2 separate regions of the Mus musculus genome follow, and region 2 is linked to region 1. Evidence: chromatin contacts called from public Hi-C data. All regions are on one chromosome and are shown on one strand. Each heading gives the region's core, a stretch centred on a gene start, on an enhancer-like site or on the middle of the called end of the contact. The rest is flanking DNA. Distances are from core to core; before and after follow the strand shown. Region 1 has its middle 13 kb from the start of Cetn4. Region 2 has its middle 5.1 kb from the start of Gm36168.

Evidence for each region. Hi-C and Micro-C count contacts between places; a contact is called where the count stands out from the background.
Region 2: a contact with region 1 is called in a Hi-C map of Th17 cells, with 4 times the contacts expected there. The contact joins two enhancer-like sites. A contact is called at or near these places in 10 of 39 promoter capture datasets (the 3T3-L1 cell line, 3T3-L1-derived adipocytes, the HPC-7 cell line and 7 more), 2 of 15 datasets of contacts at CTCF or cohesin (CD8 T cells and pro-B cells), 40 of 484 Hi-C or Micro-C datasets (the 63-12 cell line, B cells, the Ba/F3 cell line and 27 more), 6 of 115 datasets of contacts at active chromatin or transcription factors (CD8 T cells, Th17 cells, astrocytes and 2 more) and 1 of 9 other capture datasets (pancreatic islet).

The regions. Positions count from the first base shown.
Region 1 is chr3:37,298,347-37,301,027 of GRCm38.p6, reverse strand. No RefSeq gene overlaps it. Among named protein-coding and RNA genes, the nearest start is that of Cetn4, 13 kb to the left of the region's middle. Within about 2 kb of position 1,312, at least 10 of the 459 cell types and tissues checked have an H3K27ac peak or open chromatin away from gene starts, as enhancers often do. A contact at or near this core is called in Th17 cells, where this site is marked.
Region 2 is chr3:37,217,919-37,220,599 of GRCm38.p6, reverse strand. No RefSeq gene overlaps it. Among named protein-coding and RNA genes, the nearest start is that of Gm36168, 5.1 kb to the left of the region's middle. Within about 2 kb of position 1,344, at least 6 of the 459 cell types and tissues checked have an H3K27ac peak or open chromatin away from gene starts, as enhancers often do. A contact at or near this core is called in Th17 cells, where this site is marked.

The DNA of each region.
Region 1 (2,681 bases), core at 63-2,562:
AATGTCAAACCATATAAAGCCATAAAGTAAAAAAATCTACTAACGCAAATAGCTACTCTATAGAATCACCCACAGTCAACTTGCAAGGGTCAAATTGCCTGACTGTTTCAACTGCTAACCCCAGTGACATACCTGCTTTTCAAAGAACTTGAGTTAAACAATCCTTGCAGATCATTGCAGCATCTGTCCAGAGGACACAGAGAATCCTGGGAAGAGAGTATGCCTTCAGAACATTTATTTAACCAGGATGGGATTTTTAAAGTGAAGTTTAAATAAATAGTCAGATAAGCAGGAAAACAAACTTAATTTTTAATTTTTTCTCACATAAATAACGATTTTGATAATGGTAGCAACCCATGAGAATAGTTTGAAAATCAGTCAAACATAGGCAATAGAAAAAAAAATAACGATGAAATTTGAGTAAGAGTCCATTTTCTCATCCACACTGGCTAAGCATGTAGTATGTGTGACACACAAAGGGATGTTCTTATCATATTCCCAATGCTGTCGTTTGCAGTAAACTTGTAATATGAACTTATGCACAAGCTACATATTTAGATGTAATCTCTTGGACTAATTATTATTCTCGGAGGCCTCATTCATTTACCTCCTGAAACTGAGTTAAAGAATCCACCAGATAGCTTACAGCCCGACTCCAGTTAACACCAAGACTCGTGTGTGGACTCTGTCAGACATGATAGGCAACTATTATACTGGTAAACATATGTTTAAAATGCTTGTTTCTGTTGTTGTTGTTGTTGTTTGCCTATTTATCTACAAATTGTAAGCCATTGTTTTATGTCAAATTTTACACAATATCGTATCTCAGAATCCCTTACATTTTACTTTTTCTTGACTTTATAGTGTTAAGGTTGTTCTTATAGGGTTATGTGTTACTAGAGTCCCCTCTAAGCTGCCGTTTAGAGGTCTGTTAGGTGAGCCATAGTGGCTCACTTCACACCATCTGATCCCCTTTCTCTGATTTACAATGTTTAAAAAAAATTTCATTAGAACTCAAGAGCCTTGTTTTTCTTTGGTTAACACAATTTCTCCTCGGGACAATGGGTGAGTTTGACCTCTGAGGTGCTTGTGTGGGAATCAAGATGAGATGGTTTCTTATGTTTTAATCATGTAGACAGTCTATGAATCAACAGGGATTTTTTTAAAAGATGAGTTGAACAATCTATTTTCATTCACATGTGTAACCATTTTCTTGGAAACTCTTACTTATCAGGTAACACTTTACTTAGGGAGGTACTAGTCAGCAAGGCCTGACCCTGTGCAGGACCCCACAACCAGGCTAGAAAGCTGAAAGTGTTGCTCCGTGTCCATGACAACTGTCTGAGAGGCCAAATACAGGACCATTGATGCACGTGGGACCAGGCAGGGAAGAAACCAAGTGGTTGAGGAAAGCCCCTTTTAGTCAGAAACTTTTCTTGAGGAGGTCAAGCCCACTGAAAATTTAATGGAAAAGTACCCAACAGTACCTTTATGTGAAGAAAAAGAGAAAAACCCAACAGCCGCTTAGTGTTCCTGGGAGGGAATTTTACACTTGTGTGTTTACAGTGGGTCCGTTTCCCGGCTTTTCCTCTTCCTGCCTCTACCTTCCAGTCCACCATGCCTTTTCTTTACACTCACTGTGACATATATTTTCTGGCTTAGCAGGAAGGGGTTCATCATCGGCCGATTAAAAGGTAAGGCTGGTTTGGGGTGATCCACATATGTATGGTCCTAATGAGGACCCAACAAGTGCCACCAAGTTGCACTGTGCCACTTCCTGGGAGTAACCCGGAACAGTCCTGCATCAGAGGCTGCCTTCCAGTCCCTGTTAACTGGAAGCTCTATTTTTTCATGGCTGGCACTGACTGGATGTTCAGAGCACTTTGGTCATACTCAAACACAGTACGCCTTTTTAAAGAATCAAACGAAGCTATTCTGGATGGCTCGACGTCAAGTTTGGCACTACCACGCCCCCTCGTTTGGGGAAGAGAAGTGATGTTCCAGACTGTTAGGTAAATGTGTGTAACACTGGTAAAAGACTCAGATTTAGGCTGCTGCAACCTTCAGAAGAAAGTTAGTAAATGGAAGCATTTTTAGAAATCTGAGTGTTTGGCTGTAGATGGCACCTTGGTTTCTCCTGTAGGCGAACACTATAAAAAAAGATCTCAGAGCTTTGAAGAACACCTAGCCATACTGGGGACAACATTTTTGTTATGATCATGATTAAGACATTTATTTTGAAGTTTCCAGGAAGTTAAAATCTAGGCCTTCCATTATTTCCTTTATCAAGGGGAAGGTTAGAGAGATTCCAGGCAGTTACCCAGTTAGAGTGAAGCTGCTTATTATTACAGCACAGTTGATTTTTTAAATACATACTTTAGTTTCTATCTGCTGCTACTTAGAATAAATTTCATTTCTCACAGTTTACAATAATTTTCTAGAAACACTGAATAAATCTCAAATGGAATTTCTTACATAAATGGACAAAAGCATGCCTCTAAGTAGCCAAAATTCTTCCTAAAAGTTACATTCTGTGACTTTGAGGATAGATCCATTTTTCCTAAGTGCTAAATCACTGTTATGTCAGAAGCAAATTGTCCCCACAGGCTCAAGTGTTGCACCCTTAGCCACCAAATGGTGGCTCTGTTCTGGGAGGCAGTGGAACTTCTGTACATGCAGTC
Region 2 (2,681 bases), core at 95-2,594, 80 kb after region 1:
GTGTGTGTGTGTGTGTGTGTGTGTGTCTTTCATTTAGAAACCCAAAACGCTGAGGCAGGTATCGAGGAACGTGCACCAAGCCCGCCGCCATCGGTCAATGTGAGTAGAGATTAATTGACTACCACAGCACTAGAGTCCTGTGATTTCCTAAGGAAAGAGAAGGAGAGACAGAACTGACTAGCCAGGGCATGGTCACAGCAGCTGGAGCTCCAGACTGCCCTGACTGCTGGAACCTAAGGCTTGTTAGCTACTTTGGAGGCAAAAGGGTCTGGGTGTCTCCTCTGACAGCCATTCACACACGCTGAACTTCAGGTGTGTTGAGAGTACTCCAGACCCAAATAATTTCTAATGTCCTCGAAGCACACAGAGGATCAGGCAACACAGCTCACAGAACTGATGGGACAGACCTGCGTGGCACTGACATGAACCCCCACTGCTGATGTCACAGGGACCTTTTCTCTTCTAAGTTTATTTTTCAAAACATAAAGGTAGAGAAGAGATTAGTTTTGTAGTCATCATGACATGGTTTCTCAGTAACGTTAGGATGTGTCAGAGCCTATGAAACTAAACACAATTATACATCTACTATATTTGATCTAGAGTATTGCCTTCATAGTTACAATTTAATTCTTTTTAAGCTTACTTAACCCAAAGGAGCCCAATTTCTAGACATATATTTGCACCCTAAAGAGAGAATGCTCAATAATAGAATATGAAGTTGCTAACGTGCATCCCGAGTCCTTGACATCCCAGAGGTACTCTCTTCTCCTTCCAACCCACTTGCCAGCCACAGACAACCTCCAGGCTACAAACAGACTCAACCACACACGGACACTCACATTCTTGGCGGCTAGTGGTTTCCAGGCCTCACACATGCTCTTTCCCATTTGACTCACTTGAGGCCAATCACTGTTTTGTGGGAGCCTGGAGGAAACGACAAGGATGGAGTCAACGTGTTGACATCTGCTGATGGATGAGTCCAACCTAAGAAGAGAGAAGACACTGGGCTGATGGTACAAAGGGGAGAAGGGCAGAAGGTAGCGAGGATGGAAAGAGCATCACATTACCCAGTCCACAGATCGTCTAGAACACTGCTCCCCTAACGATAAGGGAACTTAATAGCTGTCTAGCATGAAGTAAAAGTTTTGTTTTAAAGTCATTGATGATGGATAACAGCTGGTTAAGTTAAATCCTAACCACTGAGGATGGATAAAAGCTGGAGCTGTGACCACAGTGTTACATTCACCGTGAGTCTTAGGGATGGATGGCAGCTTTTGCCTGTGCTCGGGCATCACTGCTGATCTCCTCTAGGGAGCTCTACACTGTTTCCCTCCACACTGAGACTATGCTGCCACCTCTAGGGAGAATGCAAACACTTCAAGTGCCCGGGTTCCAAAGGAACACACTTTGTCACCCCACGCCTGCAAAACCATTGACTTATGAGATAGTGTCAGCTCTAAAGGCAGCTTCAGAACCAGGAAAGGGTGTGGGCAATGGCTTAGTTAATAAAACTCCTTCTGTGTAAGCATAGAACCCAAGTTTGATTCCTAGAACTCACATTTGTTTAAAAGGAAAAAAAAAAAAAAGGTTTAAGTTTGTAATCCCAGTGCCAAGGAGGCAAACACACGTGAATCCCAGGAGTTCACAGGCCAGCCAACATAGCTGAAGCCAAATTGTTGGGTCTAGGTCTCAAGTATGAGACCTGGTATCAAAAATCAAGGCTCGTGACAAGCTAAGGAATGACACTTGGGTGTGCCCTCTGACCTCCACGTGGATACACACGTGCACCTGCCCGTGCACACACAATTCTATGCATACACATGTGCTTCTGCATGTACATACAAGTCATTCTGCACACACAGACATGCTTCTGCGCACATGTGCATATACACACACTCTCTCACACAGAGAACTCTAAATAAATCGGTGTGAAGAGAGAGACATGGGGGTGAAAGCTACTGCTGCCATGCCATGTGTGAGCTTTGAGGAAACAGAGCTCTTGGTCCTCACTCAGACAGAATGCCTGGCTACTGACTTTCAGCTCTTTTTCTGGAGTCCTCAAAGCAGAGAACTGCAGCCCTTCCGCTTTCATTTCTTCGAAGCCAGAAAGGTACTGTGGACCTTGAGATGGTCTTAAGGTCTCAAGCCACTCTAAGACCACAGAACCCTCACACAGGTGAAATGGGGCAAGGCAGGAGAAGAGCCTTGGACTGGTCCACACGTCTGGGAATACAGCTCTGTGTCTGGCGGCAACCGTATTGATAACTTGGCCTTACCTCGTTTTCAAAGCATTTCTCTCAGGGCAGTGCCCCCATGAGGAGCCCCTGCCTCTGTGCTGGCCTTGTGGGACTGTGTTTTAATACAGTTTCCTATGAAGCAGGACGCTAAAGTGCTCCCAGGGCTACCATAGAAGAAAGGCTCAAGGACACCATAACTGAACTGAGCACAGCAGGCAAGTCTTCTCCTGCAGACACCTCTCTCAGCAGCAGGCCCTGCTTGTCAAAGGCTCCTCTTTATTTTCTGTATGATGTAGTTTTCTTCAACCTTGTTTCGGGGTCTCAACCACTTCAGTATCATTTAGCACTCTGCATGTTCTGTTTTTGCTGATTTGGAGAATTGAACCAAAGGCCTCAGGTGTGCCAAGCAAGTGCCCTGCAGTAAAGCCATGCTCCCAGTTTTAT